5 separate regions of the Mus musculus genome follow, and regions 1, 2, 3 and 5 are each linked to region 4. The links are chromatin contacts, called in public HiCAR-type, HiChIP or PLAC-seq and promoter capture Hi-C maps. All regions are on one chromosome and are shown on one strand. The core of a region is the stretch at or near the end of the contact, and the rest is flanking DNA. Distances in the headings are between cores, read along the strand shown. Region 1 holds the start of Rassf6 (Ras association (RalGDS/AF-6) domain family member 6). Region 2 overlaps Ankrd17 (ankyrin repeat domain 17). Region 3 holds the start of Cxcl1 (chemokine (C-X-C motif) ligand 1). Region 4 holds the start of Cdkl2 (cyclin-dependent kinase-like 2 (CDC2-related kinase)). Region 5 has its middle 11 kb from the start of Epgn.

Evidence for each region. Promoter capture Hi-C pulls out the DNA fragments that hold promoters and counts their contacts. HiCAR-type assays count read pairs that join an accessible place to other places. HiChIP or PLAC-seq counts read pairs in DNA pulled down with a chosen protein or histone mark.
Region 1: a contact with region 4 is called in a promoter capture Hi-C map of liver, with 3 times the contacts expected there. The contact joins the promoter of Rassf6 here to the promoter of Cdkl2 in region 4. A contact is called at or near these places in 5 of 39 promoter capture datasets (the 3T3-L1 cell line, hippocampal neurons, liver and 1 more) and 1 of 9 other capture datasets (liver).
Region 2: an H3K27ac HiChIP or PLAC-seq map of embryonic stem cells shows a contact between it and region 4, with 3 times the contacts expected there. The contact joins the enhancer-like site here to the promoter of Cdkl2 in region 4. A contact is called at or near these places in 3 of 39 promoter capture datasets (embryonic stem cells, frontonasal cranial neural crest and hippocampal neurons) and 3 of 115 datasets of contacts at active chromatin or transcription factors (astrocytes, embryonic forebrain and embryonic stem cells).
Region 3: a HiCAR-type map of astrocytes shows a contact between it and region 4, with 4 times the contacts expected there. The contact joins the promoter of Cxcl1 here to the promoter of Cdkl2 in region 4. A contact is called at or near these places in 4 of 39 promoter capture datasets (cranial neural crest, hippocampal neurons and liver) and 1 of 115 datasets of contacts at active chromatin or transcription factors (astrocytes).
Region 5: a contact with region 4 is called in a FOXA1 HiChIP or PLAC-seq map of pancreatic cancer cells. The contact joins the enhancer-like site here to the promoter of Cdkl2 in region 4. A contact is called at or near these places in 3 of 39 promoter capture datasets (the 3T3-L1 cell line, embryonic stem cells and liver), 2 of 115 datasets of contacts at active chromatin or transcription factors (embryonic stem cells and pancreatic cancer cells) and 1 of 9 other capture datasets (macrophages).

The regions. Positions count from the first base shown.
Region 1 is chr5:90,637,572-90,642,331 of GRCm38.p6, forward strand. It overlaps Rassf6 (Ras association (RalGDS/AF-6) domain family member 6), which reads right to left and starts at 2,956. Exons shown (of 11, transcript NM_028478.3): 1 at 2,816-2,956.
Region 2 is chr5:90,245,418-90,249,910 of GRCm38.p6, forward strand. The region is part of intron 28 of Ankrd17 (ankyrin repeat domain 17); the gene reads right to left. Among named protein-coding and RNA genes, the nearest start is that of Cox18, 24 kb to the left of the region's middle. Within about 2 kb of position 1,319, at least 23 of the 459 cell types and tissues checked have an H3K27ac peak or open chromatin away from gene starts, as enhancers often do. A contact at or near this core is called in embryonic stem cells, where this site is marked.
Region 3 is chr5:90,888,124-90,892,652 of GRCm38.p6, forward strand. Cxcl1 (chemokine (C-X-C motif) ligand 1) reads left to right here and starts at 3,122. Exons shown (of 4, transcript NM_008176.3): 1 at 3,122-3,257; 2 at 3,347-3,470; 3 at 3,586-3,666; 4 at 4,385-4,529. The coding sequence starts at 3,188. The coding sequence ends at 4,400.
Region 4 is chr5:92,039,751-92,044,496 of GRCm38.p6, forward strand. Cdkl2 (cyclin-dependent kinase-like 2 (CDC2-related kinase)) reads right to left here and starts at 3,292. Exons shown (of 14, transcript NM_016912.2): 1 at 3,049-3,292.
Region 5 is chr5:91,035,936-91,040,883 of GRCm38.p6, forward strand. No RefSeq gene overlaps it. Among named protein-coding and RNA genes, the nearest start is that of Epgn, 11 kb to the left of the region's middle. Within about 2 kb of position 2,881, at least 64 of the 459 cell types and tissues checked have an H3K27ac peak or open chromatin away from gene starts, as enhancers often do. A contact at or near this core is called in liver and pancreatic cancer cells, where this site is marked.

The sequences.
Region 1 (4,760 bases), core at 1,706-4,205, 1.4 Mb before region 4:
GTATACATATATGTGTATTAAATAATTATATATCCTTTATTAAATAATTATATATCCTTTATTAAATAATTACATATAATTTATAATATAGATATATAATACATTATATATGTATATATGTATATATGTATATATGTATACATGTATATATGTATAAATTATACATGTATATATGTGTGTGTATATATATATACATCCATATATATATCTCCACAGTAGCATGGGCCTTTCCACATCAATCATTAATCAAAAAAATGCCCCCACTCTTGCCTACAGGCCCATCTGATAAAGGCAATTCCTCAACTGATATTCCTCAATTCCTCTTCCAAGACATGTCTAGGTTTGTGTTAAGTTGAGGAAAACTAACCACACAAGTCCTCAGCGAGAGCTCTCAAAAGAAGAAATGCAAATGGCTAAAATACATCTTCAAAAGGGTTCAACATTCGTAGCAATTAGAGAGATGCAAATTAAAGTTATTTAGAGGTGGTGTTGTATTCCAGTCAAAATGGCCAAGATCAAGAAAACAACCGACAACAGATGCTGGTAAAGATGTGGGAGACAGGGATCCCCCACATTCACTGTTGGATAGGATGCAAACCGATGTCGCCACTGTGGAATCCGGCATGGAGAATTCTCAAGAAGCTGAAAGTTAGATTACTACCTGACCCAGCCCCACTAGTCCCTGTCCTATGCCCAAGGACTCCACATCCATCCCAGAGACACTTGCTCAGCTGTGTTCACTCTAGCCAGGGAAAGGAAGCCAACCGGCTGATGGATGTCCTTCAACAGATGAATGGATGACTTGAATATTTTTTAAAAAATTAAATTTTTTACATGAAGCCTAAATCCGTGTTTCTGAAGCCCCAGAATCCCTGAATTTATACAAGTAACTGGAGATTTAGCATAAAACATCTAGTTTAATTATAATTATAAGCTACTCATTTCAGGAAACTAAAATAGGAGTCAACATTAAGTGTACAACATTTAATGCTATGTTATCTGCACTATTTTAAATATAATTAGAAAAGTTTATTATTTCATACAACCCTCGTTATTTTTCTGTGTTGTTGATTAGAACATTCTATAATTTGCAATATAGGGTTATATATTTTAGGAACAACAGATAAACATATACGTATAGCATATAAGCTAACTAGGAAGATAGTTTTTTATGAGGTTAAGGAGATTCATCTCAATATTAAAATATTAAATATAGTCAAACAGATTTATCTTACTTGGGGCACTGTTTTTTATATTGATATATCACTAGGGAATATAAAATCAAATACTTTAAATTGTATTCAACAGTTTATATTCAGTATAATAGATGAAAAATGTTTAGTTATTACTCTGAGGTAGTCTAAATAAATGAGATTATTTTATAAGCCAAACTGCACTGTTATTGCTAGATCCTATAAGCCAATAGCACAACAAATGTCAGTTGACTTGGCATTAGAAATCTACCCAAAATTCTTCAGTCAGTATCTCATTAGATGTGGATTAGGAAATTCAAATTCTATAGTGGAAAAATGAACATTTAAGACAATGATGATTTGCATTGTAAACCATTTAGCAACATTCATAAAACTCATAGCAAGAGTCACAAAAGTGTCCTTTACACAACACCGTATAATAAAAAGCCACTTCCTTGTCATTTAAGCTGAAGAGTTAGAGCCCGACAAAGCATGAGCACCAGACTGTTAGCATATAAAGAAAGTCACCATCATTTGACTGTAAACCATTCAATATGTGTTACAACAGAAGGGCTTAGCCCAGATAGTCTAATTTGATGAAAGTCATTCAAATGCAGTCTTTCATGTGAAGCATAAAGGCCAGGGCTTTACAGCATAAAATAGATAGTAATTTTCTCACTACAGATGCTTTTTATTTCCTCAGAAATAAACACCACTTTCACAAAATAAAAGTGGATAACATTTAAGTTTAAACTGGCCTTCAGGTAGGCTAAACACTTGGAAGTGAGGAGAAGCCAGGCAGTTTTACCACTACAGAGCTGCTGCTGCTCGCCCATGGTCACCAGGTCAGTCTCACAAGCACTGTTCCTCTTCCAGCATCCTCAGGGTCTGGTGTTGTCTGTCCAGCTCAGGTCAGTTTGTCCTCCCCGTCACACCCATTTTACAGATCTGTAGATTTGTGGGCGGTGACATACGATGCGATGCCGTTTGTGGAAGAACTGCCACCTGTTTAATCCCCACTAAAGTGCCCTGAGACACATGGTATCATGTTTGTTTTATAGATGCCAGACTTATGAGGCTTAGATATGGGAAGTAACGTTCAAAGTGACAAACTAGTAAGTAGCAGACACAAGGCTTGATCCTATGACTCTCCAGCTTCAGAATCTGGATGCTAACTCACAGATGCCCTTGTGATTACGGTCATCCTAACATTGTTTGGTGAGGTCTTCATTATATCTCAATCCCTTCTCAGTGAAGCTGATTTACCTTGAAGAAAGGAACATTTAACTGACCCCTCAAGTTAAAGGGTCTTTCCTTTACGATGTAGTCATGTATGACAAACTTGAAACACAAGAAGCAGCTAAGGTAAAAGTCAACGAGCTGGCTCTTTGGGAAAGGGGAAGGCAGGGTGGTCTTGCTGCTCCAAACGCCCCTCCCCACTACTGTGTCCTAACCCCCTCACGCGCTTACCTTCTCCAGGAGAGTATTCTGAAAAAAAAATTCTGATTTAAGGCCAACTCACACTAGGGCTCAGGTTGCGCTGATGCACGCACGGGTTTACGCTTCCTGACTATGGATTTCAGTTTCTCTAGACCGCTCTCAAATGCTCCCCGCACCCCTACCTGGTGTGCCTGTGTGTGGACTGAGCGGGGCTCTTCGCTTCAACCTCCAAGTTCACCTGCTTTTGTGCCGGGCAAAGGAGACTCTTGTGACCAAGCAGCGCGGAGCCTGAGGTGGCGAGCTGTCCCTTACAGTAGTGGGAAGGCGGAGCTGCCTGCGGGTGACAAGGCGTCCTTGTCACTCACCTGATCACTCACCTGCTCCGAGCCGAGGCAGGCAGTCAGGGTGGAGGACACATGGCTGGCCCCACAGTGCTGCTCCAGGCAGAGTTTCGCAGCCCCAGCGGCAGTTAATTATTACAAGGTTGCCCATCGCAGGGGGTGTGAGCAACCTGAGCCACGCCCAGTGCCTCAGTGCATGTTGGGAGTGTTTACTCTGTCCTTGCGGCCAGCAGGTACCCTGCTCTCTGCAGTAGTGGACTGATGGTGGGGACCTTTGTCAGTGACAGGCTGCAGGATCTTTGCTAGCCAACTGTGCTGCAGATAAACGGCTCCAGCTAGGACTCTGCGTTTTGTCTTTGAAAAGTTAAGTTGTCTTTCAGCTTGTGATTTCTTAATTTTCTTTTCCTTAGTCTTGGCTTTCTGCCAGCACCTTTGCACCCAAGACTTTTTTTTTTTTTCCTCACACCCTTAGGGTGTGCCAGAACCTTCCAGGCAGCTTGCAACATCAGGGCTCATGTGCCTGGCCTGACCACCTGACTTAAATTGGGTCTTGGGTAGCCGTATTATTATTTTAAGAGAAGGTGAGGCAGGCTTGACTTGTGTTCTCTGAGGTGGAATGCTGACTGAACTGAAGGTCTGACAATGACGCTAGAGCCCCAGTGCTTGTTTGATGTGTCTATACGGTGCCTTCCATAGGATTCTAAACTCACGCAGAAAGGGTCAGACAGTCGAGTTAGCCTGTGGCCATTGAAAAAGGTGAGGGGCTTTGAGATTTAACAGGCATTGGTCAAAAGAGGTATCGGCCATCACTTGTACTAGCTTGGCCACGTTGGCTCACAGTATACTGGTGTGTGGTTGCTGGCGTGGACTGACCTTTGGATGATAAAGAACAGGACCTGCAGTGTTTACAGCTCTGCTTCTACAATGTCTTGCTCAGATCCTGGCTGCACCCAGTCGCCCGTGCTCAAACGGATCTCCTGTTTGTTTTCAGTGTCTGGGCAACACTGGGTTTCTGCCTTTATCTGCAGCCTTCCCTTTAAATACTTTATCCTCGTGTAGATGTATAGTTTTTCTGTAGACTGTAAAGCCATATAGCATGCACAATGTGAAAAATTTCAAAAACACAGAAATGAAACAAAAATATTTACAAATCTATCTCTGGAATAAAATTATTGTAAGCAGCGGGCTGACTGTCATGGCTGACATATTTACTCTGGGAACATATCTGAAGGTGGCTGCATAGTTTGCTCTTCTATAACTTATCTTTATCTCATAAAAGATATTGTGAACAATTTACCATATGTCAGGGTGGGTTAATTTTTTTCTTACAATGTATTTTAACTAGCGGCACTGTAATATGCCATATGCATAGAGCATTATTTATTTAAGCAGTTCCTTATTGAGAGGGAGTTTTATTTCTAAACAACACTACAGCGAATTTTTACATGTAATTGCTCTGAACTGTGGTTACGACCTTACAACCTTCAAAGTGAAGTAACAGGATGAAAAAGGGTATATACTTTAAATTATATTAAAATTTATTTTACTTTTATCTTATGAGCATGGGTGTTTTGCCTGTGTGTGTGGACACCATCTGCTTTCTGTGCCTGCTGGGGCTAGAAGAGGGTATTGGATCCCCCAGCAATGGAGTCACAGACAGTAGCGAGTCACCATGTGGGTGCTGGGAACCGAACCTGGGTTCTCTGCAAGAGCAGCAGGTGCTAAGTCCTTAGCCATGCCTCTAGATTCTAAAAGTTTTCTAATCCAAAGAATAATTTATTGATTT
Region 2 (4,493 bases), core at 69-2,568, 1.8 Mb before region 4:
CAATTTTTAACACTGTAAAATCAAAAAACAAAACACCAATGTTCAAGTAAACATGAAACACTTTACAACTAAGCAAGGGAAGAGGATTTGGTCGTTGATCTTAGTATCTGAGATAAGTTTACTGCCTAAATGGCTTCCCTATGAACAGCATTGGAGGACAACCTCTCAAAACAAGTGAGGAATTCTAACAATGCCAGCAACAACAATGACAGCAAACTAGAACGTTGGCTCTTCAGGAAAACGCCCGATTTAAGTTTACATATGGAAACCTCAAGAACAAATGACCCAGAAAGGGTATTTACTTGCCTTTCCTCTGGATTCTGCAAGTTAATCTAGCAGAGGAAAAGGTGAAAATGAAATGGATTAAATGTCTCCCTACTTTAAAGAAAAAAAAACCTGTAAGTCCTAGTATACACTCAGTTGAAAACCCACTTTTCCTTCCCTCCCTCCCTCCCTTTTTCTTTCTCTCTCTCTCTTTCCTTCTCTCTCTCTCTCTCTCTCTCTTAAATAATTTATTACTTTTTATTTTATGGGCATTGGTGTTTTGCCTGCATGTCTGGATACCCTGGAACTGGAGTTATAGACAGTTGTGAGCTGCCGTGTGGGTGAGGGGAATCGAAACCTAGTTCTCTGGAAGAGCAGTCAGTGTTTTTAGCTGCTGGGCCATCTCTCCTCCGACCCTACCCTGAGAACCCGCTTTTCAAAATGTACTTATACTATAGCTATTTTAAGTACAGCTTTTGCATCCTTATAATGTCGTAAACTGTCATCTTTATTCTTGGAGTATTTCAGCAGACACACTTGTTGAGTTTTCAGGTTAAATATTTACACTGCCACTACTGATTATGTTACATTAATAAGTTCAAATTCTAAGGATATCATTTCACAACAAAAATCTATAAAGTAATTGAGAGAAAATAACTCCCTGCTTTAAAATGTGTAAGAAATTTATTACTCAAGAATCTAGACAAATTTTTAACTATCTCAAATTTTTATAACATTATTTAAAACATATCATAAGAATGTATTCATTAGAAAAAATCCTGAGAATAATATTCCCAAAGACTCATACTTTGGGGGATGGGATGTGTATGTGGGGGATAAGGTCTCCCTACAGAGCTCTGGCTGTCCTGGAAATCATTATAAAGTCCAGGCTGGCCTTAAACTTAGAGTTCTGTCAGCCTGCCTCTGCTGAGATTAAATACCTGTATTACAACTCTTCTAAAACTATAATCTTTTAAATACATAAAGGCTGAGGAGATGCCAGTGATGGTTTGTTTATGCTTGGCCCAGGGAGTGGCATTATTTGGAGGTGTGGCCTGATTGGAGTAGGCGTGTCACTGTGGGTGTGGGCTATGACCCTCACTGAGCTGCCTAGAAGCCAGTATTCTGCTAGCAGCCTTCAGATAAAGAAACAGGACTCCCAGCAATGCCTGCAAATGCCGGCCTGGATGCCACCATGTTCCCGCCATGATGATAATGGACTGAATGGACCTCTGAACCTGTAAGCCAGTTACATGTTGTTCTTATAAGAGTTGCCTTGGTCGTGGTGTCTGTTCACAGCAGTAAAACACTAAGACAGAAGTTGGTACCAGGGACTGGGGTACTGCTGTGATCGGCCTGACCATGTTTTTGTTTGGAAGAATGTAGATTTTGGGACTTTGGATTTGGAAAGCACTGGAATGCTTTAAGTGGGTCTTAATGGGTCATCCTAGAAGGAATGTGGAAGACTTTGTTGCTGAGAGTGGTTTGAACTGTGACCATCTGACCCACGAGGTTTTAGTGGAGAATTTCAGTATGTGGCCTAGAGACTGTTTTTGTGGTTCTTTGGTGAATGTGACTTTTTTTTTTTTTGCATTGTCCTAGGAGTCTGCCTGAGGCCAAGAGATTTAGATTCCTTTGAAAAAGGAAGTCTCAAAACAGCCTGGGGTAATTTCTGTTGTATGGTTACTAAAGTTCACTCTTATGAAAAACATTTTAATGAAAAGGAACAAGCTGAGAAGAAAGGACAAATATAAAATATATGGTTGGAATATTAAAGGGGCACTCAGAAGTAAAATGGAGCTGAATCCTGTGTTCACAGATAGTAAATGAATTAAGGGAGTAGTGAGTGACCTTGGAGCAAAATCCACCCAGCTAAGTTTAGGGCCAGGCATGGAAGTACACACCTTTACTCCCAGAAGAGGAAGACAAAATGTGAGTTCAAGGTCCAACAGAGCAAGTTCTAGGTGAACAAAAACTTAAATCCTGGCTTGGTGGACCACACCTTTAATCCCAGTGTTTTAGGAGAGAGGCATACAGATCTATGAGTTCAAAGTTAGTTCTCTGAGTTCAAAGTCAGTCTACAGAGCAAGTTCCAGGACTGCCAAGCTTAGGCAATGAAGGAGTTGGGAAACAGAAAGCTGGTGAAAATATAATAGAATACAAGAGTAGGCCATGTTCCAGCCCCAGCAAAAAGCAGAACTCAGCAACTTTGGTTATTTGGCTCTGGCTTTAAGAGTCCAGAATAGAAGAGACTACTGGATTAAATGATGCTGGTTAGCTGGAGATAAGAAATTAGTGGTGAGGGGGCTAGAGAGATGGCTCAGAGGTTAAGAGCAGTGGCTGCTCTTCCAGAGGTTCTGAGTTCAATTCCCAGCAACCACATGGTGGTTCAAAACTATCTCTAATAAGATCTGGTGCTCTCTTCTGTACTGCAGACATACATGCAGGTAGAATGGTGTATTTATAACAAATCTTAAAAAACTTGAATTAAAAATAAATTAGCTGGGTGGCACACACCTTTAATCCCAGCACTTGGGAGGCAGAGGCAGGCAGATTTCTGAGTTCAAAGCCAGCCTGGTCTACAGAGTGAGATCTAGGACAGCCAGGGCTACACAGAGAAACCCTGGAAAAACCAATCAATCAAGAATAGAATAGAATAGAATAGAATAGAATAGAATAGAATAGAATAGAATAGAATAGAATAGAATAGAATAGAATAGAGGTGATTAAGAGACCAGCACCACTAAAGTGAAATCTTCTGGGAAGTGTTTTCTGAGAGCACAAAGAAGTTGTGATCCAGAGATTGTCAAGGTATTTTCCCCTGTTGCAGCTGTCTTTTGGTAATGTGTAAGAGTCACCCAGGCGCTACTGGTTTTGAAGGCATGAAGAGATCATGATGAGCAGCTGAGGCCTGGCACTGAGAGAGTCCATGGAAGGCCACTGGTGAAGGTTCAGCCCTAAATGCAGTTTGGCCCAGGACTGAAGGGGTCATGCAAAAGAGTTGAGCTTTGACACTAAAAGGAGAGCCTGTGAGAGGCTTTTGGTGAAACCTAGTTGTAGTGGAAGACCCCAGCCAGCTTATTGGAGATGCCAGTACCACAGGATGATCATCAAGAACAGCAGCAACAGTGGGAGTGGATCAGCTGGAGGTTATAGTGCTACAGAGCACAGAGATAGTGACGCCAGCCCTTTGGAGGAGCCCAGAAGATCATGTGTGGATCCCAGACACTGAAACAAGAAGCTGTGATACTTGGAGACCCCAAAATGTTTGAGATGTCAGAGCCATAAGATATCTCCTGAGACATGCTGCTAACAGGATGTGGAACCAGTCCAGGAAAAGAGAAAGGGCCTGGAGATGTGAAGACCACTTTGACATCAGACATAGAGATGCAGAGTCTGGAGTTTGCCCAGCTGTTTTCCTGTCTTGATTTGGGTATTACAGTTAAGCGATTGGGTGGATCTCAGAAGAGACTTTTTAAATTTTTTATTATGCTGTGGCTAGGTATGGCCCCCCCCCCATAGATTCATGTGTTTGAATAAGTCTATGGGGACCAGGGAATGGAATGTGATAGTTTGTATGTGCTTGGCCCAGGGAATGGCATTATTTGGAGGTATGGCCTTGTTGAAATTGGTGTGTTCTGCTGTGCGTGGTGGCGCACACCTTTAATCCCAGAACTCGGGAGGCAGAGGCAGGTGGATTTCTGAGTTCGAGGCCAGCCTGGTCTACAGAGTGAATTCCAGGACAGCCAGGGCTATACATACAGAGAAACCCTGACTTGAAAAACCAAAAAATTGGTGTGTTCCTAGCCGGGTGTGGTGGCGCATGCCTTTAAACCCTGTCTCAAAGGGGGGAAAAAAAAAATTGGTGTGTTCCCATGGGAATGGGCTTTAATACCCTCATCCTAGCTGCCTTGAAGCCAGTATTCTGCTACCAGCGTTCAGATGAAGACGCAGAACTCAGCTCTGCCTGCACCATGCCTGCTGGATATTACCATGCTCCCCCACCTTGATGATAATGGACTGAACCTCTAAATCTGTAAGTCAGCCCCAATTAGATGTTGTCTTTATAAGAGTTGCCTTGGTCATGGTGTCTGTTCACACAGGAAAAGCCAAACTAAGACAATGTCTTAGTGGATAAGAGTGCTTGCTGCACAAAGTATAAGGACATGAGTTCAAATCCTCAACAGCCATCTAAGAGCTGAATGTATATAGCCCACATAAAAATGACT
Region 3 (4,529 bases), core at 1,872-4,371, 1.2 Mb before region 4:
TTGATAATTTTTTTTTTATGAAACGGTATGTGATGCCTTCTGATCCTAGTGGGGCCTTCCCAGGTCTTGCAATCCTTTGGTCCATTAATGTCCACTACCTTTGGACCTTCAACATTGTTTTCTCAAATCCTAACCAGAAATCCATCCTCTGGAGCACACAGCTCTTTCACTGGACTTGATTCCTCAGTAAAGTAAACCTACTTTCCTTCTTCAGCGTGACAGTTCCTAAGCTCACCTCCCTGTATCCGCAGCATCTCCATGGATATTGTTTCTTATATTAAAAAATTTAACTCCCCGTAACTCATGTGCTAAGTAAAAAAAATCAATAAAACCCATTAACCTCAACAGATTTATTTACTACTTATTCATTTTATTTACTCTGTTTAATTTTTATCATGACAAAAGAGCCATAAAATTTATCACAAAAAATGTACATCTTGATGATATTTGTATAGTCTTGTGCAACCATCACTGCCATCCATTTCCAAAATGCCTTCATCATATAAATGGAAACCCTACGTCTGTTTGATAACTTCCATGGCTGGAAAGATGGTTCAGTGGGTAAAATACTTGCTGTCCAAGCATTGAGACCTAAATTCACGTGTCCAGCACCAAAATAACGATGAGGAGTGACTGAATGCATGTCTCTATGATCACAGCACTGTGGAGGCCTGGATAGACGGGCAGATGCCAGGGTTCGGCAGCCAGCCAGTCTATCCAAAGCTGTGAGGTTAATGGGGAGCCCTGACTCCAAATCAAGCTGGAAAGCAATCAAGATAAACATCCCAGTGTCAACCACTGTTTCCACATGCACCCTCCACATACATCCAACACACATGCACACACATACAAACAATAATAATAAATTTCTAAATCCCTTTCTCCTGGGCAACCACTATTGTACGTTCTGTATTTATGCCTTTCCTTTTACTGAATGGAATGTATAAAATGTTATTTTTTAGTTTCAATAATTTCATATCTTACTGGTTTGCTTTAGTTAACATTACTTTCAGTAACTTTTACTTGAAGGATACTTTACAGATGTTAAGTGGTTGTATTTTTATATTAGTTCTATGAGGGACATTTTTGAGACTTAATAAAGATTGGAAATGTTTTACATTGACTGTGTACATTCACTCATCCACTTGAGTGTGGATGCGCATATGTTAGTACAGGGGCCGGCTGAGGCATCAGGCGTTAGCTGTCCCTGGAGCTGGAATTACAGATGATTGGGAATTGCCTGATAATTGAACTTACCTCTTTTGCAAGAACAGAACATGCTCTTAGCTGCTGAGCCATTCCTCCAGCCCTAGTGAGCTTCTATTTTTAAGACATGACTCCAGTAGGTTGTTCTGTGATTTGCAGCTTGTATATATCAGCGGCATCCAGCTATAGTAAAACAAGGAGGAATTCTCTTATCACGGTACCCTTCAAAACAGCTAATCTTAGGAAGTTTGGAAACAGGTGTAGTGCTTGGTGAAGGACTCTCCTGTGCAGATGGCTACCATTTCCTTGCAGAGACCTCAGGGAAGAAGGGAGTAAGACTCAGCACAGATGACCTCTGAACTCTCATGGGGCATTAATCCTAATCTGAGTACCCCACCTTTATGATCATTCAATTTGTTGCCAATAAAGTTGTAGAGTACCACGTCTCTTCCTTTATTTGGTAGCTATTTGCAAAATGCTTAAATAGCACCCGGATGCTAGCACATTTCATCTTAGTATATCAGCTCTGTGAAGCAAATGCTACTATTGGCTTTCTTTTACAGATGAGAAACATACTTGAGGTTGGAGAGATTGCCAGTGACCATTGCGTGGGGACTCGTTGAAGCTGAAGTTTTAATCCTAATAGTCAGGCTGCCTCTGTAGCTCCACATGTAGAGTACACCCAGACCAAGGGTTTCTTACATGATAGCTCCAGTTCTCCCTCACAGAGACATAGAATCAATGGATGTTCAGCTAGGATCTACATTCAAATACCAACAATGACAAAAACAAACACAAACAAACAAACAACAATAACGACAACAATCTGGAGACCTAAGACTGCATTCAGGCAGATTCTGAAATTGTTTAAATAGAGAGCAACAAATATGTCAGTAATTATCTAAGTCTGGTGTATTGGCTCCTGAGTCTAAGAAGCACTTGGAAGGTGGGAGGAGAAGGCTTGGAAGTTCAATAGCTAGTTCTAGGTAACCCTGAGTAGTAATTAATAATAATAATAATAATAATAATAATAATAATAATAATATTCAAAGACTCAGTTTTACAATACAGATAGATTCAGATAGCATGAAAATAGTTGTACAAGTAGACTAATAGTTATATAAAGCCATAGCCCTTTGCTGTTAGACTGGTGCTTGTGACATCTGTGGCCTTTTATATCTAGGAACCCCCTCCTCAGCCCAGAAAAAAACCCACAGCTTTCCCGTGGACTTTCCTTAGTCAAAACAAAATATGACCTGCTATACAGCAGGGTAGGGATGCTTCAGGAACCACACCGGGAGTTCGGACTTTCGGGAAGTTCCCAAGCTCAAAAAACAAAGAGGAGATTGCTACAGCATTCTAAAATAAACAGGGACCTAACCTTGACAGTGATCTTTCTCCTCACCCTCTTCACATGCCTCCCTGATACAAACCACCAACTGTGATTTACCACAAAAACAGTTGGCAAAAGCAAACCACCTCACGTGGGATAAGAGAGGGTAGATGTCTTTTTAAAGAATGCGTTAATCTGCCACACTCAAAAAACAAGACAAGCTTCCATCCCCGCAAATCACTGTAGTACACCAAGTGGAATCCTAGGTGGCGTGGCGCCCACGTGCACATAACGCGTGTGACCCACCTCGCCCTGAGCACTGGAGACTCTGAAGTCTCACTACTCCTCCCCCCCCCAACCCCCCAGCCGTCACTTGTCCAGCGAAGCACGTCACTCCCTCCCCTTTGGGACTTTGGGGCAAAAAGCAAAAATCCCAGAGTCTAATCCTTGGGAGTGGAGCAAGGGGGAGGAGCGATGTCCTTTCCGGTTGCAGGGAAACACCCTGTACTCCGGGAATTTCCCTGGCCCGGAGCTCTGGAGTTTCGAGCATAAAAGGGGCTCGCGGGAGCCCTAGAGCTCCACAACAGGACTCAGAGCCTCTAACCAGTTCCAGCACTCCAGACTCCAGCCACACTCCAACACAGCACCATGATCCCAGCCACCCGCTCGCTTCTCTGTGCAGCGCTGCTGCTGCTGGCCACCAGCCGCCTGGCCACAGGTAGGTCTCGCCACTGCCACTGGGGGAGGAGGGACCTCTGGTGAGCGCAGCCTCCCACAGTCCCGCTGACCAAGAGTCTTCTCCCATAGGGGCGCCTATCGCCAATGAGCTGCGCTGTCAGTGCCTGCAGACCATGGCTGGGATTCACCTCAAGAACATCCAGAGCTTGAAGGTGTTGCCCTCAGGGCCCCACTGCACCCAAACCGAAGTCATGTGAGTATCTTCCCGGTTAGCTTCTGCCACTTCCAGACTCGCCCAAACCCTCCCGCGCCCCCACACTTCTCCTAGTGGGAATGCCTAACATGTGGGTCTATCCTTCTCTCTGCAGAGCCACACTCAAGAATGGTCGCGAGGCTTGCCTTGACCCTGAAGCTCCCTTGGTTCAGAAAATTGTCCAAAAGATGCTAAAGTGAGTTGTGACTTGTGTTTGTACCCGAGACTAGAGTCAAGGGTGGGAGTACTGGCATATGACCCCTGAACGTTAATTCTATCAAGGAAAGTCTGTGTTTATCAGGAGGTCGGAAAGTTGTGGTTATTATTTTGGTAATTGACCTTAATTTGAGATCATTAATTGGTTCTGATGCTAGAGAATTGTGTCCTCTTGGACACAATTACTATTGTATATTACACAATTACTATTGTGTATAATTATTACCACACTCAAAACCCCTATGCAAATGGTCAGTGGCAACAGTTCCTAAAAGATGGAGAAGTCGCCAATAGCCTTTAAAAGTCTCCTTAGGGGCTGGCAAAGCATGCCCGAGCCTTCTTTTGCCAGTGAGATTTCCCTGAGTTCAAGGCTAAGGTCTCTGTGAATGTTACATAATTTATTGAATTTAAGCCAAGTAGGGGAGATAATAGCAGCTATATCACAGAGTTGTGAGTGAGAGAGGATTAAAGTCACACTTGTAAATTAACCCATGCTGAAGTAGGTTTTTGTTTGTTTGTTTTTGTTTTTGTTTGTTTTTGTTTTCCAAGTCAAGTGATTGACTCCACAGGAACCGACAGTACAGAACTCTGGGTGCAAGTGTAGACATGTAGAAAGCCCATCTGGAGCCTCAGGGGCTGGAATAAAAGAAGAAAGGCTTTGATGACTATTTGTAACAATGACTCTTTTCTGATTGCAGAGGTGTCCCCAAGTAACGGAGAAAGAAGACAGACTGCTCTGATGGCACCTGTCTGGTGAACGCTGGCTTCTGACAACACTATACAATTTCTTTTGAGGGTCCTATTTATTTATGTATTTATTTATTCCACAAAGTGTGTGGTTTT
Region 4 (4,746 bases), core at 2,042-4,541:
GAGGCAGGAAGATCTCTGTGAGTTCCAGGCCAGTCTGGTCTATGGAGCTAGTTCCAAGACAGCCAGAGCTACACAGAGAAAACCTATCTCAAAAAAACAAACCAAACAAACAAAAAAGCATTTGTACTGCTCTTCCAAAGGACCTGGGTTTGCTTCCCAGCACCCCCATAGTGGACCACAGTCATCTGTCAGGGGACCCAACATCCACTTCTGGGCACATGCATCAGGCACGTGCATGTATATGGTACACACAGATATATGTACAGGATACACTCATACAAATGAAGTAAAAATTAAGCAAATCTGCCGGGCATGATGGCACATCCTAGCATCCAGGAGGCAGAGGCAGGCATATTTCTGTAAGCTTGAGGCCAGCCTGCTCTACATAGTGAGTTCCGGGACAGCTGCAGCTATGTAGAGAGAACCTGTCATGAACACAAGACAAAACTAACTAAATAAATAAGCCTTAGAAAAAGTTTATACTGGATTCAAAATATCCAAGTTGGAAGTCTTTATGCACTTTCAACTTAATTGTAAAAAATTATTACAGCATAACCACTGAATTAATACTGAACTTTTGGTAAATTTTCTCATCATACTAATTATTATTTTAAACTTGAGTCACTTAAATTTTATAGATATACAGGATTCTTTCACATCTGGATATAAAGTGTTTTCTGAATAAAGTCTATCATAAATGGAATCTTATTTTATCAATAATTGACAAAAATCCAGCAACCAGTTTTTTATATTATATATTTTAATAAAGAAAAAAATCATTATTTGGGGCTGGGAATGTGACTAGTGGTAGAGTATATGCTTAGCACGGGTATGAAGTCCCTGGGTTTGAATCCTAGACACACACACACACACACACCCATACACACACACAACCATACACACACACACCCATACACACACATACACTATACACACACACATTTGTCCATCATGCCCAGCATAAATTAATTTTTTTAAATCTGACTTTTGAATTTAAATTCCAGCAGCCATGAATAAAAAAATATTGCTCTAGATCCTGATTTGGTTTCAACATGGGCTGGGGAAGACTTAAACTTTAGGTATATTTATATTTTAAAATATAAATATTAGGTGATTATACTCAAATGACGACTCACAGTTGAATTTTTAAGAGCCTGACCATACCAAAAAAACAAAAACAAAAACAAAACAAAAAAACCTTATCACAACCTCTTGGAAGGAAAACACTTCTTTCCACTTAATATTAATCGCATATGATATATAGAGCTAACTTACCCAGACAAGAAAAAGTGGTGATGTTTTAGTGGCTTCTAGTATATTCATAGAAAAGGGGGAAAACCAACCAACCAAACAAACAAAAAACATTGACTTTTTATTCTAAAAAATTATGATAATCCAAAGTATATATTACATTTTCAACACTTGTCACCTAAGTGTGTGTGTGTGTGTGTGAGAATCCAAAGTATATATTACATTTTCAACACTTGACACCTAAGTGTGTGTGTGTGTGTGTGTGTGTGTGTGTGTGTGTGTCTGTGTCTGTGTTAACCCAGGGCCTCCAATAAGCTAAGCAGGTGTTCTTTCTACCACTGAAGTACACCATCCAGCAGCCATTATTTGCACAGTGTAAATGGAGATCAACACAGAAAAGAGAAGATGGAGAGAATGAAAAGAATCCTAATTAAAATCAAATTCAAAACTCTTCACTATCTTATTACCACTTTGGGTATTAGATTCTACTTAAAACTATTTACAGTGTCATAGGCACTGACTTCCCATATAGTTCACATTTTAACTTCTTTTTACCTTTAATTACTTTTATAATAAAAAATTTACATTTGGAAAAACCTTCAGTGTGATTCTAACTGGCATAGTTTTTAACCTTCCCTTAAGTATATATTGTAAAGGAGTAAGCTTTAGGCTAGTGAAAATAATACAAATAGCTGGAATCTATAGCCTAGATCGTTTTTAAACATATTGTAATTGGCATCCTAGATATTTAAAGATGCAAAATGAACCAAATAAAAATGACCTTAATCATGTCTAAAAGGTTCTGAAACATATTATAACCTAGTATTATACAAGTGAACTAATCCAAATTTATTTTCCCAACCATGTAGACACACTACATAGAGCACACCTACTTGTTCAAGTGGGACTGTCTAAAATACCTTAAGAATATCATGGCCTAAAATATGCCTTGTTTCCTCAGTAACTTATAACCCATCAGTTTCTTGCCTTCTCACTCTTAAATCTATGGGTAGCACGTGGCATACAAAAAAGAAGTCTGGTGCGATGGCACTATAATAATTTAGGATATGTGCCATACAAGCATACTGTTCAAATACTACCAATGTTCTTTGGTTAAAATCAAACTGAAATTTCTTATACATAAAAGAACGAAATAACTGGGTTTTTACAAAGTATTATACTTACTATTTCTTCCAAACCCTTCACATGGAAAGAGCCAAAGGTTTTCAACTTGGAAACAAATTTAAGGTGATATGCATCTCGCTAGCAGATCTAAAAAGATGCTGACTAGCTAGCACACTAGCAATCCCAGTATTGGGATTTCCTCTGCGGACGCAATTACCGGTCCTAGGTGAAGCAGGCAGGGAGGCAGATTGGCTTCTGCCCTCCGCAAGCTCACACTTCCGAGGACTACGGGCCGCATGCTGCCGTCGTCAAGGCAACGACCTCACTCGGTCCCCAGCCATAGGCAGTCTCCAGAGAGAGAGAAAGGGCCCGAGTCAGAATGCGTCTGCGACAGGCAAAGACACAAGCACCTGTCAAGGACAACAGCTGCAGAGAAACGAACTGAGGAAAACAGAGCACCGCCGGCCGAAAGCCCTCGGGTCGCTCAGCTCAGGGAAGCAGCACCTCGCCAAGTAGCCCTAGGCGAAGGCGTTGGCCACCCTAGCTGCAAGGGGCGGCTCTCACCCGCCTGGTCCCGCCCCGCCTACGGCGGAGCCTCCCTGATCCTGATTGGCTGAGGCCTGTCGTCAGGCGTTGTGATTGGCTCTGTGCCACCCCGCCCCGCCCCTTCACCTGGAGCTCGCAGGTTCGCTCAGCTGACGGCCTCGTCCCCACACCTACGGTCTTAAGTTTGTAGGGACCTTTCTGCCGGCGCCAGGAGACCTCTGCTCTCAGGGGACCGCAGGTTGCCCCAGTGGCCACGAGGAGAGCCAAGGTGACGGTTCGCTGGGACTGAGGAGACCATGAGATTTCCCAGCTTGCCCGCCCGCGGCGCGGCGGGGCGCTGCGGGGCGCGGGCCCCACCCGGGGAGGTTCCGCCCAGCCGCGATTCCTCGCTTCCTTTCGGTTCCGGGCGGTGGACCGGAAGAGCCTAGTAGTTTATTTAGCCGAAATTGGTGGGATGAGATCTGTTGACAGACCTGACAGGAAAAAGGACCCTGGGACGCCAGCCTGGTAGGGAAAGATTTGGGGTGGAGCCCAGAGAGGACCAGAAAGCAAGAAAGGTAGGTGCTGACTGCAAGCGGCGCAAGCTGGAGCTTAAAGCTTGCCTTCAGCTTGAAGACTAGATTAGCCACGACAGGGCAAGATCGGAAGACCATTACCAAGCATATGCTGACGTCGTACGAGAAGCCGGGAAATGCTTTATCCCTCCTTATTAAGGGACTGAGATTGTAAGGCCAAATAGTTTTACTTGTATTCACCTATAGCCACACAATTTGTACTCAACTAAATATGTTTTTTTTTTTAATAGCTCGATCCAGGAAAGTATCCTTGATAACAGACACGTATATGCCTAGCCAGCACCCAGGGGTTATTCTTGCATAGTAAGGTGTAAGAGCAATTGTTTTATAATTTTTCTTAGTTCGGTACTGCATTAATCTCCCGGTGCTCAGTTACCATCATTCACCAAACTGCTTAAAATCGAGTTCCCGAACCTACAATTTTGAGAACCACCTCTGGAAACAGGGTATGGGTTTTTGGTTTTTTTGTTTTGTTTTGTTTTGTTTTGTTTTTTTGGGGGGGGGTTGTTTTTGGATAACCCAAGATGTGAGTTATAATGTAGCAATGAGCTGTGACCAACTTGAAGATAATTCCCATCGCTTTACTCTAGATTGTAACAAACCCCATGAGGTTTAAATAGAAAAATATTTATGAGTGTTCTGCCTGCTTGTATGTCTGTGCACTGTGAGCGTGCTTGGTGCCCACAGAGGTAAAAGAGGGCGTCAAGACCCCCTGGAACTGGAGTTACAGTTGGTTTCTGATTGCCGTGGGTCCTCAGGAAGAGTGACAGGTGTGCTTGGCCACTGAGCCATCTCTCTAGACATTCATGTGAACTTTTATGTACAAACAGGTTTATTAGGGTGGGAACCTCATATTTTACTTTTTTCCAGTTTTACAAAAAATAAACAGTTGAGTAGCAAAATTAGTGGTATACATGGGAACTGAAAGGACAAAGGCTATAAAAATGGTGAACAGGTGTTGCTTGAGAAAATATTTAAAAGTTGGAAATAACTGTAAAGGAACTAGAGGGTAGTCAAGAAGTACAAGTTCCTTTGGGAAATAGGGTAGTTCAGTGATGGCATGCTTGCTTGGACTGCACAAAGCCCTGGGCCCCACATCCAACAATTTATACACTAAGGCATGATGGTTGTGGCACAGCCCTCTAATCTCAGCCCTCGGAGGTAGGGAGCAGGAGTGCCGCAAAGTCAGGTCTCTCTCAGCTACTGACCAAGCTCAAGACCTAGCCTCTGTGAGGCACCATGAAGAAGG
Region 5 (4,948 bases), core at 1,631-4,130, 1.0 Mb before region 4:
ATGAAAGTTATCTGATTATGAGCTTCTTATGATCTAACAACAGGGGTTGCCTTTTCAGAAAAGATTCTCTGACATACCCATGGAGCCGAAGGGACATCTGGCAACATCTGTGCACATACAAAAAGCTGAAATACGTATACAATAAGATTCTGAGACGAACAACTCAATAAAACCTTTGCCTCAGAACTATGTTTTCAGCTATGTAGGTGGATCATCAGTGATGTGTTTATGGTGTTTGTGACAAAACCAGTCAGTCCAAGAAATTGAATTTCCTTCCATTCTGCCTTTGCCTCCTGCCATGTCTGCCTCTATGTCAGTTCTGTGAGAGTACATCCTTTGGTCAGCCACATTCATAAGTACTTCATTATGTACTTTAGACTATGGTAGGGGTGGCGCAAATCCTGTAATAGTACCCATACAAAGCTATTAACTTTACAAAAAAAAATGATTTACAACAGCTTGTCACTGTATCCCGAGTTAACTTTTCCTATAATCATGTTTTCATAGGATGAAATTATAAACTGACCCGTCTTTTAGAATTTCCTGCCACCATACAGATCTAATCCTTCAGTTTTGACATATTCACTTTGGTGATGTCAGTAAGATTTTCCTTCATTATATTTAATTGAAAAACAATGTCTTATGAAAATAAGACAAACATCAACAATTTAAATTGTTGATGTTGAACACAAGGACAGTGCTCGTGTGCCAAAGACTTGTGAATAAACCAACTAACTTCTTGACGTTACAAAATGTTACATGCTATCTTGCGTGTGATATAAATATTGATAGCTTGCAACCCACACATATGGGAAGGGTTACCAGAAGCCCTATTGCAAAATACCACTCTTTCTACCTTACATCATTGACTGATGACATCAGATAGGAACTTCTGCCAAGATGCAGTGGAAGTGTTGAAATTGAATTTGTCAGAGTCTGGCATTGCTAAGCTGGGTGAGTCCACATTTCTGTCCAAACCTTTGGCACAGATCTATCCAGTAGCACATTGAAGAGCATACTTTTCAAGTTCTGGATGATAGTTCTGTTAATTATTCAAATCAATCGGTGACCTTGGGAGACTCTGAGCAACTAGCGACCCATGTTCCAGTCTTGAGAAGACCCGTGTTTTAAAAAAATGTGTTCTGTTGTTTTATTTCACTTCGCTCCATAACCTAAATGAGGGAATACCTGCTGCTTCCGAAGAAACAGCTCATCGGGGGTAGGAATTCGATTACATGATAAGGAGTTGGACAGCCTCGCTCAGTCCAGTCTTATCTCAACACCTTGTGGCCCTTCATTCTCGTTTTTGTGCCTCAGATACAGGAGCATAGATGTATGTAGATTGAAATGCAGTTAAGATCAAAGGCAAGTAGCTACAGCTAACCATGTGGCTTGTCCTCAGGGAGTGGCTAATGAGATGCCAGGATTAGTGGTGGGTCTGTAATCTCAGCATTTAGAAGGCAGAGGGACAATCTCAAATCTTCAAGGCCAGTTTGGGTTACTTATCTAGACTGTCTTAAAGACAAAAAACAAAAACAACATCAACATCAACAACAACAACATCAACAACAACAACGTCAACAAAATTTTAAAAATTAAAAACAACAAATCATGCTGTAGATCTTTTTTTTGGAAAGAATGGCATCTCTATACTTTTAAATTTGCACAAAGGTATTGAATCAATATAAAGTTCTTTAACAAATCAAGGGAGCATACTAGTGTCCTAGCACTGCCATTTATAATCATTTCCAAGGCTTTTAATTAACCCAACAGACACACATTTAATTGTGCAGACTTGTTCAAGGACACACAACATTCAGCTCTTTCTCTTTGCCATAGCCTAGGGGATCTCTCCCGACAGGGTATGGAAAATTCATATTCTTGGTGAACCTAGAGAGGTGGCCAAGTGATCTACAAATGAAAACCAGTTCTTTTCTTTATAATAGACATAATAGCCTTTGTCATGGACCAACCACAGAAATTCCCTACTGTCATCTTCAGATTAAGATGTGCATACCAGTGTCAGGGTGGGGCCAGAACAGGAGAGAAGAGCCTGCCAACAGGAGAGTCCACAGACTGGAGACTGGAAACAAAGCCTGGCTTATCCTCAAGACTCAAGGGATAAAAGGATCACTTGAGAATATTCCTCGTTGATCTGTGGACAAGTGTCACCTGGCACTGTTAACTTCCATGGGTGCCCTTGACTGAGGTTGGTGATCAGAGACAAGAAGTAAAGCATCCAAGCTGTCAGTAGAATTCAGTAGACCCCGTCTTCCTCTCCATTACCTTCAGTCCTACCCTTATCCAAATTGTTCCTTAGAGAAAAATATTAAATTTTGATGGACTTGATTAAGGCAACAATTTGAGATATAAAAACAATATCTGTGTCACTCTAGGTACAAGGCTTCTCACGCAGTCCTGGGGCTGCTTAACTCCATGGAGTCCTTTGGATATGAAATTCTATTAAATGGCTATAAGAAAAATAAAAAAACACTCTGAGAGTTATCAGGAGGATCCCACCCACAGACATTATCTCCTTTGGCTTCCATGTGTTTGTTTTACATCAAGCCCACATTTAGAAGCCAAGGTATTTTCTAGTGAAGAGAAGGCAGAAAACTGTCTTGCATAGCTGTGGTTAGGAATGCTTGCATCCTCCAAAGCTACCGGCCCCCAGGGCTTAAGCTGCCAATTCAAGGTTCCTAGGAGCCTTTAAATCTGCCAACTTGGTTGTTTGGATTAGTGTTATGGTCTTTCCTCATCTTAATTTAATTACCAGGAGGCCTGTAGAGGGCCCTGTTGCACTGCAAACCTCACAGGGCAGAGAAAAACCTCAGATCAAAGAGTTGCCCAGGAATGTACCTGCTAGGAGAAGCCACACTCACCTGGGAGCTGGCAAGGTGCCAGCTGATGACTCAGACACTGCCCTGCCCACATCCCTAGCTGCTTCCTGCTACAATACATGCTGGGTGTGTCTTCTCAGCGAGTTAGCCTGCTAAAGTCACCTCCCAGTTCAAAGCCTGACACCAGCTTCTCCCATCCCCCATGCCCCACAACTGATATAAATATCTTTATTAACTCCTCCTTTCGACTGTTACCCTTAATAATATTAGTCAATTGTTTTTCATTAACTTACTTTATACACAGCGCCCCTCCTCCCTGCCCAGTCTCACCCTCATAAATCCCTCCTCCTGTTACCCCCTTCCCCTTGCATACCACTTCACCTTGGGACATCTGTTCATAGCAAGACAGTCCAGCTAGGGGAAGGAGATCCAATGGCAGGCAACAGAGTCAGAGACAGCCCAGCTCCAATTGTTAGGAGACCCACATGTAGACCAAGCAGCATATCTGCTAGAGATGTGTAAGGGACCTAGGTCCAGCCCCTGCATACTTTTTGATTGGTGGTTCAGTCTCTATGAGCTCCCATGGGATCAAGTTGGTTAACTCGGTAGGTCTTCTTGTGGTGTCCTTGAACCCCTGGGCTCACTTATTCCTATCTCCCAGTCTTCCTCAATACTCCCCAGGTTCCATCTGATGTTTGGCTGTGGGTTTCTGCATCTGTTTTTATCTGCTGCTGGATGAAGTCTCTCAGATGACAGCTATGCTAGGCTCTTATCTGCAAGCACAGCAGAGTATCATTAATAGTGACAGGGGTTGGCTCTCTCCCATGGAATTGTCATTAACTTTCTTATCTACCCAAATTTTGGTAAAAGTCACAAGGACACAATTCCAAGGCCTCTTATTACTGTGGATTCAAATTCCTGTTCTCATATTGCTTGTTCATTCCTTTATCAAGCTATAAATGACTAGAAGACCTTGCAAGCAGAATTTTCTTAAGTAAACTAACAAACGTAACATATTTTCCGCCCTTCATTGCTGACTTCTTGAGCTAATACGGAGGTGCAGTTGTCCCTACTCTCTTCACGACTCACCTACCCCTTTTCTTATGCTCTGAGAAAACTGTTAATGTTTAATCAAGTGATGGAGAAATGATTTTTATTCAGTGCAACAAATTTGGCAGTAAATTGGCCCAAACTGGTCTAGAAGGTGGGGTTTAGTAATGGAGTTTGTATTTGGAACACTTTTGAGCCTGGGTTTGACTCACAGCTCAAATGTGAGGAAATTAGCCTAACCTGTGCTTGTTTTAGTGGCAAGAAGTTGGTTAAGAGTTCCCTAAACACTCAATAGAAAGATGGTGCCATCAGACTAAAGGAAGTCTATAGGAGACAGGAGAGGTGGTGCCATCAGTTGTCCTGCCTTGAGCCTGAAATTATGCAAATACCATAGCTACCACAAGCACCAGAATCAGGAACTGTGTGCTGGACAGACAGCCCCTTCTGCAGGGCAGTACCAGTCCCAATTTCCTGAGTGGTAGGTAAGTAAGCATGCTAGCTATCAGATGCTTCTTAGAGCTCGGCAAGCATCCATTCTCCAGTGTTTTGCCTTTGCAGGGCTAAGGCAATATATAGAACTTTGCCAGAAATGATAGTTGCTTGTTTGTTTGTTTTTTTGCATCCCAGTGGCACCCTTTCTGAAGATCGCTTAGATTTTTCCATTTCCCTCTGCCGTGTGTAAAGGTTTAGGTTGTGTTTTTCTGCATACCTAAGTTTAGGTGTCAAACAGAATATTCCATCACCTTCAATACTAGGTATGGCCTTTAAAGGAGAGGCCGGGATTTTAACTAACTAGAGCAGTGAAAAATCAGCCCTGGAATTTTTAGTAGCATTCTTTATCAGAGGCCACTTTATCTCTGTCTCAGACTTTATTCCCAAACTAGCAGAATGAAATCTTAGGTTTGTGAAACACCAGCTACGTAACTGTAGTAGCCTGCCTGAGGATGAGCAAGCTGTACGGAGAACAAAATACTCGGCAGTGCACCATAAGAGAGCAAAGGTTTATTTTGACCCATGGTTTCAGAGAAACTTCTGCCTATCTTGGAGGAGAGGGCATG